Linked DNA regions of Bombyx mori: region 1 is linked to region 2. The links are chromatin contacts, called in public Hi-C maps. All regions are on one chromosome and are shown on one strand. Each heading gives the region's core, a stretch centred on a gene start, on an enhancer-like site or on the middle of the called end of the contact. The rest is flanking DNA. Distances are from core to core; before and after follow the strand shown.

What was found. Hi-C and Micro-C count contacts between places; a contact is called where the count stands out from the background.
Region 1: a Hi-C map of midgut shows a contact between it and region 2, with 2.0 times the contacts expected there. The contact joins two enhancer-like sites. A contact is called at or near these places in 5 of 7 Hi-C or Micro-C datasets (middle silk gland, midgut, posterior silk gland and 2 more).

The regions. Positions count from the first base shown.
Region 1 is chr23:16,657,512-16,662,789 of ASM3026992v2, forward strand. All of the region lies in intron 1 of LOC134201128 (a long non-coding RNA gene), which reads right to left. Among protein-coding and RNA genes, the nearest start is that of LOC134201128, 12 kb to the right of the region's middle. Within about 2 kb of position 2,085, at least 4 of the 8 cell types and tissues checked have open chromatin away from gene starts, as enhancers often do.
Region 2 is chr23:16,608,899-16,614,632 of ASM3026992v2, forward strand. No RefSeq gene overlaps it. Among protein-coding and RNA genes, the nearest start is that of Mir100, 59 kb to the left of the region's middle. Within about 2 kb of position 3,798, at least 8 of the 8 cell types and tissues checked have open chromatin away from gene starts, as enhancers often do.

The DNA of each region.
Region 1 (5,278 bases), core at 835-3,334, 47 kb after region 2:
GGCAAACAAAAAAAATAAAAACACCCTTGCAACCCCATTGTCAATAAAAACGCAAAGGCTGCAACGCTGCTATTGGACGCACCACACGAGCGGGGTTGGGGATGAAAATTAAGTACATAGCATACTTTTTTCAAAGGGGTGCCCTTACAAAGTACAATCGTTTGTTGATTTCATTCAAAATAATCAATAACATTAAATTCGAAAAGCGCCCATGCAGATGGAAAGCTAATTATACATGTGTGCTCTGAGGAATTGTTCGAGATGATACCGGCATTTATTACCCTTGTAGGCAGACAAGTATAAGGCCCACCTAATGATGAGTGGTTGCCGTCACCGATGGGCTTCAGCAATGTCAGGGGCAGAGCCAAGCCACTGGCTACCATTTAATACTCTCCACAAGCCTTGTTTGAAGAAGGACATGTTATGACATGGGAAATACCGTGGAGAAGAGCTAATTCCAAAGCCGGATGGTACGTGGCAACAAAGATCTCTGGAAACGCACTGCGGAGGAACGCAGTGACTCCAGGTAGCATGGATAAGCTCTGCTTCGGTAGCGGGTGGAGCGATGGGATAAACGACATGATGGGCTCATCTCAAACAATTTCTCAGAGCACACTCCTCTGGCTGCATCTCGGTAGATGAGCACGAAGCCTCTTTGATAGTAAGTTTCATTCTATTGCTTACATTTGTCGACGAGCTCACCTTCACCTGGTGCTAAGTTGTTACTGGACACAAATCAACAACGTACATCTAAGCATTAAAACATAAATGCCGTCGCCTACCGTGAGATCCGAGTTCTATTCAGTTGTTATAGTACAACAGCTGACCCACCCTTATAACCGAAACGCATTACTGCTTCACAGCAGAATTAGGTAGGGCGGTGGTACCTACCCGCGCAGACTCACAAAACACCCTAACACCAAACAGTACGCAAATAATAATTGTGGCCGGTTGTATTTTTATTCCACAACCTTATTCCTAAGTCATTCGTGAACATTAGTTGAGTATGTATTTCATCAAGAAAACTGGTACTTGCTAGCGGGATTCCAACACCGGTATCGTCTCGTCATTCGATACCATAGAGCTGGACGTCTGGAATTTTAAGCCACGTCGACTTCAAAAGTGGTAATCTATGAGTGGATAGTGGAGTAAGAGACAATACAACGTGAACAACACAAGCTTCGGTTATAATTTCGAAGTCTTTTAAAAAAAAGCTCACGCAATATGAAAGATTTTAAATTGTACGTTAAAGTAGGTATGTGTGATGTTTCTAGATAAGTCTTGCAAATGACACAATTTCGTAAATTTTATTATACTTTTTTTTCGTTTCAAGGTCATTTTTTAATGCGATGTTTGACCGGACAGAGCGGCTAGTCACGTACACAGATAGAACGAGTACAGGATTACAGAGTACTCTGCACTGTCACGTGGAGCGCGACTAGTCGCAGGGACACGGGGACTCACAGAGCCTCCGCTACACACACATGATGTATGCACCGGCCGAGTGCGGGACAGACTAGTGCACTGTCACGTGGAGCGCGACCAGTCGCAGGGACACGCGGACTCACAGAGCCTCCGCTACACACACACATGATGTGTGCACCGGCCGAGTGCGGGACAGACTAGTGCACTGTCACGTGGAGCGCGACTAGCCGCAGGGACACGGGGATTCACAGAGCCTCCGCTAGACACACACACACACAGACATGATGTGTGCACCGGCCGAGTGCGGGACAGACTAGTGCGCTGTCACATGGAGCGCGACTAGTCGCAGGGACACACGGACTCACAGAACCTCCGCTACACACACACATGATGTGTGCACTGGCCGAGTGCGGGACAGACTAGTGCACTGTTACGTGGAGCGCGACTAGTCGCAGGGACACGGGGTCTCACAGAGCCTCCGCTACACACACACATGATGTGTGCACCGGACGAGTGCGGGACAGACTAGTGCACTGTCACGTGGAGCGCGACTAGTCGCAGGGACACGGAAACTCACAGAGCCTCCGCTACTATACAGTCCGCAGAGTGCGGGACAGACCCAGGACAATCACCGCGCTACACCGCGATAGCCCTAATAATGTTAAAAATATGTAGAGACTGACTGCGATAATTATCTTTCAATACGTTACCCACTCAGAAATTACGTCATGGCAATTCTGTTTTAGCTTCAAATTGGTTGTTAGACGTACCGGCGCCCCAAAATTATACATTTTGCGAGATAGCATATCAACAGTTTATCACACATGGCGACAAGAAATGAGCGCGAAAAAAGATACGGTTTTCAGTGTTTTAATTGAAATTTCAAGAAGAACAACTAATTATGTGGTGTATTATATATATTTGTATATAGGTCGGATTACGTACCCGAAAACACGTGGAAAATAGTATGTGACACAAAGATCATAGTGTTTTAGCGTAGGACTCCCAATTAGGTATAGGACGTATCTGTGTCTTTGTGTGTACGAGAAGAGCTCGGGATCAGTACAGAGCTGCAGAGGACCGTGTCTACCATCATCATTATGATCTCAGCCTGTCCTCTGTCCTCTGCTGAACATAGGTCTCTCCAATTGATCTCCAGTGCGGCCGGTCCGTTGCCACCTGCCTACAACGTGACCCAGCGATTCTCACTAGGTCATCCGTCCGTCTGGTAGGTGGCCGTTCCACACTGCACTTGCCAGTACGTGGTCTCCACTCGAAGATCTTTCTGCACCATCGGCCGTCCGATCTTCGCGCTACGTGGCCTGCCCACTGCCACTTCAGCTTGCTAATCCTACGGGCTATGTCAGCAACTTTGATTCTTTTACGGATCTCCTCATTTCTGATTCGGTCTCGTAGAGAAATACCAAGTATAGCCCACTCCATAGCTCGCTGCGTGATACTAAGCTTCCTAAAAAGATCCCTTGTGAAACACCACGTCTCGGAACCGTAAATCATCATTGGTAACACGCACTGGTGGTAGGACCTCTTGTGAGTCCACACGGGTAGGTACCACCACCCCGCCTATTTCTGCCGCGAAGCAGTAATGCGTTTCGTTTTGAAGGGTGGGGTTGCCGTTGTAACTATACTGAGACCTTAGAACTTGTATCTCAAGCTGAGTGGCAAATTTTCTTAATAGATTTCTATGGGCTCCAGTAACCACTTAACACCAAGTCAGCTGTGAGCTCGTCCACCTATCTAAGCAATAGTAGTGTAATATAGAACTAGGCTACATGTAGGTCGGAGCTGTGTCCATTAGTGTATGAGGAGAGCTCGGAATCATTACAGAGTTGCAGAGGACCGTGTCTATAGTAGTGTAGTGTACGACTAGAGGCTAGATGTAGGTCAAATGTGTCTTTGTGTGTACGAGGGGAGCTCGGGATCAGTACAGAGCTGCAGGAGACCCTGTGTGGTGGTGTATATAGGACTAGATTCTAGATGTAGGTCGGGTCTGTGTGTGTGTGTGTGCACGAGGAGAGTTCGGGATCAGTACAGAGCTTTAGACGGTTTTTACAATACTGCAATCAGCTAGATAGAACACGGAAGCGTGTTTAAAATCTCCCGATACGGATCTACAGAAGACCGTTTTGCGTTAACGCATACGTTTTATATTACACGTAGGGCTAGCGATAAGGACTTAACATTACTAACCCATATTTATCAGGCGCAGACAGTTTTTTCAGCGTCTGGTTTCCGACAACGAAAAAAAAAACACGTTCATGTTTATTTTGTATACACGTGCAACGTCGGTGAACGTGTCGGAAAATATCCGGAATGAGTTCGCAGCGATAGTCGGTTAGTTAGGTACCGTACTGATGTACTGGCGACTGTGTTTGCGTCGTATTTGATTTTTTGTACGACAAAGAGAGAGATAGAGAGTAGACTTTAGTTTTTTTTTACCTGCCTAATCTGACATCCTTGATTGGTATGTCAGCGTAACCCTAGCGTGTAGGTGAGCTCGCGAGGCTCAAATGTTGTGAGTCCTCTTGTGAGTCCGCACGGGTAGTGACCCCCACCCCGCCTATTTCTGTCGTGAAGCAGTAATGCGTTTCGGCTTGAAGGGCGGGGCAGCCGTTGTAACTATACTGAGACCTTAGAACTTATATCTCAAGGTGGGTGGCGCATTTACGTTGTAAATGTCTATGGGCTCCAGTAACCACCTAACACTAGGTGGACTGTGAGCTCGTCGAACCATCCAAGTATAAAAAAAATTGTGTATCTTTTTAGCTTGTAATGTGTATTGTGTGCCTAGTAAATAAATAAATTGCCAAACGTACTGGACGCGGTGGAGTGACGATCTGTGGAGGGTAGCAAGAGCTGGATGAGAGTAGCCGAGGGTCGTGCTCAATGCCGTGCAATTGGAGAGACTTATGTCTGATAGTGGTTCAGTAGCTGATGATGATGCCTTTTTTAATTTTTTTTATTGCTTAGATGGGTGGACGAGCTCACAGTCCACCTAGTGTTAGGTGGTTACTGGAGCCCATAGACATCTACAATGTAAATGCGCCACCCACCTTGAGATATAAGTTCTTTTTTTTTATTGCCCTTGTAGGCAAACGAGCATACGGCCCACCTGATGGTGAGTGGTTACCGTCGCCCATGGATTTCAGCGATGCCAGGGGCAGAGCAAAGCCGCTGCCTACCGCTTAATACTCTCCACAATCCTCGTTTGAAGAAGGACATGTCATAGCGCTTGGGAACACGCATATCATCTCGAACAATTCCTCTAAAGTCTCAGTATAGTTACAACGGTTGCCTCGCCCTTCAAACCGAAACGCATTACTGCTTCACGGCAGAAATAGGCCGAGTGGTGGTACCTACCCATGCGAACTCACCAGAGGTCTTAGCACCAGTAAAGATGACTTCGACCATACATCCCAAAACGAGCGGCGGCATTTGGTGATGAAAAAATTCGAAGCCACGTTCATCTGAACCCGAAGTCCGGTTTTATTATGCCACTAACGCATCTAGTTGACAACAATTGAGGTACAAAAATTTATTGAAATAAACATCTCCTAATACGGCGCGTTACGGTGGTCAGTGTGATTGGAATTATGGATTAAGCAGCTACCGTTAATTCTCGATTCGATTTGTGAATCGTTTTCGAGTTCGAAGCGAGTCTGGAAACGAGTCGGTCTCGCACATAGACATGACAATATTAACTACATTAAAGATTATAGAGAAATTATAGAATATTATATTATAGAGAATTATAGAAAAATATTTAGATAAAGATATTTGAATTTTTAACATCATTTTCCTGCCCTTCTCCCAGTCACTTGGCGTCGGCGCAATA
Region 2 (5,734 bases), core at 2,548-5,047:
TCTGGTAAGACCATATCAGCGTAACCTTGACTAGTAGGTGAGCTCACGGGGCTAAACCTGACGTCGTTGCTAACACAAACCCTAGCAAGAGCCGTACTTCGCCACTGAGAAGATCCGGCGAGAAACTCAGTGGACTGTGTCTCTGGGTTCATTTACTCGCCGAGCCCTTCGTCGCAAGCGATGAGTTCGACGAGAACGATGACCGCTGCATGAGGTACCTAAAAGCACCGTTAGTGGATCAGGAGGATCCGAAAAGACGTGAGCATTAAGCAATTTGACGCTTTCGATATTAAAGTAGCATAGAAAAGTAATGATCGCTTCACGAATACAATGCTATCGAAAGGCCCGTCCCAAATGAACGGAGATTTGTTAACCTGTCTCTACTAACTCGACCTGTATCTATATATCTATGTGCAAGAATCTTTTAACGTAACGTTCATTGACGTTACGACTTCCAATCGACTTGATAATTCGCACCTATCAAAGACCGATGGTAATACTATGTTTTAATACCCTCTCTGACCAGGGTCAGCGGCATAAAATATCACATTTTTCGTTCGATTCGTTGTTGTCATGGTATTGCAGCTGTCACAAGTTAATTGTAAGCTGGGAACCGGTCATCAGTCGGTTGGTCCAGGTCGCCCCCACGTGAACGGCAATAAGGTTATTCAAACTTATTCCGGCGTTGGAAGAACCTGTTCCGGGAACATCAAAAAGCCTGATGCTGCCATAGGACAGCACCGGTTTTTAGACAACTTGAGTTGATGCCAGAATCGCTAAACCAGTCAACTGGTATTAAGCGGATTGGAGTCCATAGATGTGATAATGAAATGATTGGCACTTTGAAGTCTCTTATAAATTTATAGATCCCCATTGCTGACCAGAGGATGTCAAGTCTATCGGAAGATACGTGAACGACCACGGCACGCTTCTGTCTTTTCTTCTATCATGAATACTCATCAAAGTATCTGAGCTTTAATACGTTCTACTAGGAGTTATTTCGACTTGGAAGCAGAGGATACGGTGCACATCGAAATCAGAAGTGGTACAAGCCGCTGAGGACACTCATCAGACTTTATATTCAGACAGGTGATCAGAAAACATGGAAGGTATGTGGTGATAATGATTTCTGGAACCTCCTCAGCTTCAGCTCGTGAATTTGAACTTAAATAATAAAGAGGGTATCATCTCTAGCAGCTCCTCAAAAAACTCCTCGTTGACTTAAAATAAAACCTATGTGGCAAGTAGCCATGATACAAACGCAAGGCATTTGCAGATGCCTGAATTTCGCTTACGACATTTTCAAGATGAATTTGCATATAATATACAAGTTCCGAACAACATTCATCACGCTCTCGGTGGAAGATCTCCCCTTTGTCGTATACTTTCAAACCCACAAGAGGCATCAAGCTACTTCCGTCGATCAAGGCTTCAATCCATCGGACTTTGACGATGAGAATCTATTTATAGATCACATTGCTGACGTCACTGATGCTTGTTGAAAATCTAGTGCACACTGACATGTCAATGTACCGTCCATAAGGCTATTCTTAGACGGTTCGTTTTGTGAATAACGCGTCAGATCAGAAATAATGAAGCCCACAGCCTGAGGGTTAACGTGAAATGAAATACTACATGGATACAGCGCGTGCTATATCTGGGACTGAAGATTTAGAAGGTCGGCTCTATCGTTTGAGGCGTCAGTTGAGATTCCAGCTGATTTATGCACCAGTGTGGAGTCGTAGGATAGCACCGCATCCAGTAGGGGTCGTGAGGCGAATTGAAGATTCTTCGGAGAACGAGTAGGGGCGTCCTCTGAGTATCATATCAGCGCACTGTCTCCAACTTACTGGCGGTAGGTCTTCTTGTGAGTCCGCACGGATAGGTACGCCGCCTTGCCTACTTCTGCCGTGAAGCAGTAATGCGTTTCGGTTTGAAGGGTGGGGCAGCCGTTGTAACTATACTGAGACCTTAGAACTTATATGTCAAGGTGGATGGCGCATTTACGTTAGATGTCTATGGGCTCCAGTAACCACTTAACACCAGGTGGGCTGTGAGCTCGTCCACTCAGCTAAGTAATAAAAAATAAAAAAGGCATTTATTGGTGATAGGCAATATTTTAAAACCGCACGGGCTGATGCCTATTTCTATTGCGCGTCAGAAACCCATTCCCGTTCCCGTTTTCTTCGCTTTAGAGGGTACTTTGATTTGGTAATTTTCATATATATATATATATATTTTATTATATTTTGTTCATTTTTTATCATATACGTTTTTATTCGTAATTTCCTCAGTGCTGGTGCAGTATATTTTTTTCAGATTTCCGTATTTACCTGTAATACAGATAACCCGAATAGTTCTCTACCATTTATTATTGTTTCAATGGTATTTCTAACACGTGTATATGGCGTCGTGAGACCAGACCAAGTAAGTTTAATGGACTGACGAGTGAACGCGCCGTCTGATCGTTAGTGGGCACTGCTTAGGATTCTTTTAGGAGCGCGTTTGACAGCGGGAAAGAGTTTTATGATATTGTTTAGAAATTTCTCTGGCGCAATTTTCAGCTTTTTCTTTGCTCACGACCGCGGCACCTTGAGTGGTCACTATCACTCATGGACACCAACTGAACGGCTGTCTATTGTTACTGTTAATGTTCAAAGCGTTTTACCGTGCAAATTATATAATATGACACGTTGTATGTTATATTTCTAATTTAATTACGTTTTTCATTTAAACTCACATGGCATGGACGTAATATTATAAATGCTTTTCTTTTTTTTTTCAGCTTGAGAATATGAAATATTAGGTGCAGTGCATGTAACGATGTTTGCTGATGGTAGAATTTATGATGCCCATACGGCTTGGTATTACAATCCTGTCTCTTTAAATCACAAATCATCTCGATACTAGAAACCACTTTTAGCACTCGTTTCTTCGAACTCTAAAGACCTCAAACGTATGCCTCAAAGTGGAACACGTGGATATAACATTTAAAACTCTCATCCCCTAACACTAAATGGTCCAGAACTCGGTTATATTATTAGGCCTGAAGGCAAAATTTAATTTTCTTGTTTTAGTACAAATATTTGCATGTGCCATTTTGTGTGTCTATTAAAGCACTCAACGAATAAAAATGGAAAGTATACGTACAGAGATCCGGCATCGCAAGCAATGAGTACAATGTGCTTTCTCATAACCTATTCCTCTCTTGAATTCCTGAAGACATTTCGATTGACTGAATTACACAAAACTATTTTACGAGTGGCAGTGGGTTATGTTTCAATTTGATTTTACACTATCCTCTATTAAGCTAGAGAGAGAGAGAGAGAGAGAGAAAGCTACCTGAAAACCACAACGCTTTTATATACGAAATTAATTAAACGAAAACTACATGACGCTTAAAAAGAGAACGTCACTAAAATTCACACAAAGAATTCGAAATTCAAAAACTCACATCGCTCCTAAGACGAAACGAATTTCACGTAATTTTCCATTTAGGCCTACAACACGCACCCCGTGGACGTTCCAAATTCGAAAACATCAATCCGAACGGGCACTGACTGGTACACTCTGGTCGCCGCGGACATGGTTCGATCGCGCACGGCTCCAAAAACGGATTTCGTATTATGGGTCAACTCACGGCGGTCGGGCCCCGAGCGGTACAGCGTGTCAAGCCGTTTGGGCGAAAAAGCGAAAAAGACAGGCATATCTTCGTCGCGAGAGCACGGGTTCAATGTACCGGCCTCCTTACGTGGGCGCGGGCGACGGTCTCGCGTTTCGCTCGCGCTTGCAGCGTTAGATACGCGCGCGAGCGAGAGCACCGCGATCCACTTTTTGTTGAAAACGTTAATTTCGATCGGCGCACGACGACGCAAGCCGTCTTGATACTTGATGATTTTTTGGATTTGATAATAATTATTTAAGTACCAATTTATATTTATGTATTAAGTCATAAATCACGATGTTACCACTAATGCGACTATTATAATTTTAGGTCAGTCAATTTCACAAGAACGATATATAATAATTATATAACATTATAAAATGTAGATCATCACCATAGGCCCTACAATGTACGCTACCAATTTTCAATGGAATTAAAAAAATAAAAACTGCAAAACTTACAGCGTTATTCTACGTCGTCGCTTTTATAAACAAAACGAGATGAATCGCTGATCTATTGTTTACGGAACGCTAATTGATAGAAAAACCGCGTTTTAAAAATAGAAAACGAGGAGTAAGAACGCTTTCAGCAGTAATTTGAGATAATCTCGTGATCGGAGTCATGGACGCGTGTTACATGTAGCGGTCGGAATAGCGACGTGCACATCTGTGACTGGGAATTGCGACTGTTTCGATTCAAGCTCAAACACCGTTTAAAATATACATGTATTTGTTGCAAAAACGCTTGTCTCGTTGACTCGATCTTTAGATGCCTTGGTTCTGAAATGCTAATGGACGTATGCATTAAAAAAATTATCACGACTTTGCATGTAGTAAAACGGCCACATTACACATATACATATCGCATCGGATTAATAGCATTCAATCGAAGACGTTATAATTTGACACTGCCATTTTACTTTTAGATGTAGAATTTGAGTTTTTTTCCCCTACCTATGCGCTGGTAGCCTAAGGGGCTATTCCAGCTACGCGCGGCTAGGTGATCTCACGGGCTCAGCCTAAGAGAATTTACTAATACTAGCCCTAGCAAGAGCAGTGCTTCACAAGGTCTACCACCGGATCGGAATCGCGACTCACTGAGAAAATCCAGCGAGAAACTCAATGGGCTGTGTTTATGGGTTGGTTCGCTCGTCGAGAATTTGAGTCATTGTTTACCATCGAAAGAATATATATTGAAAAAATGATAAAGTTTATACATTTGAAACTTTAAGAAGAGTTAAAACACGAACGTTATTTTATTATAAGCTTTTCTCAAAATTGAATCGTAAAACATCAGAAAACCTATTTATGCTACAAAGCAAAATTCAAACGACTAAAACCTTGATCAGCATAAAATCCTTTGACAAAGCTACGTCACACACCAAAGACATATTTAACCGTTGAATCGCAAGCGTGTGTCGTACTTAACGACGCGTCTCCGGCGTCACGAGCAATCACCGACTTAGCAACAGCGAGTCTATTTATACACATCTATAAATAGAGCTTAAATCAGTCAATTAAGCGGACGAGTGTTGAAAAATGCATGGTTTTTTGCTTCTAGACTTTTCTTTGTTAGTGCTCTAAGCGGCGCATTGCACGCACACCTTGTGGGACTAGATCGAGTAGCCTTCAATGAAATTAGTAGCTACAGTTAGCTACATTATGAGTATTACAAAGATTTTTTACAAAACTAAACGTTTTTCTTCTCTGCGGTTTTATGAATTTTGAATTTAAAGCCTCAAATCCTATACGGGTTTTGAGATACCTATACAATTTTTTTTAAGCATGTCGTCGTTAGTTAGAGTCGTTATAATTTAAACAAAAATGTAATAAATCGATACAAATCTATCGTATTTGGACAGGGATCGTAAAATGAAATGATAAAAACATCAAATTCACGATCACGCGACTTTGTCTGCTTTTCTTGCGAATAGATAAGCATCTCAGCGTTCTAGTTTATATGCAGGACAGTCGTTATGTAATGCGATGATGATGATGCTAGTGGCGTATAGAAAAAAACGTCTGCCTGCGATTTAGATCTTAATTTTCCAGCATCCGAGTCACCTGATGA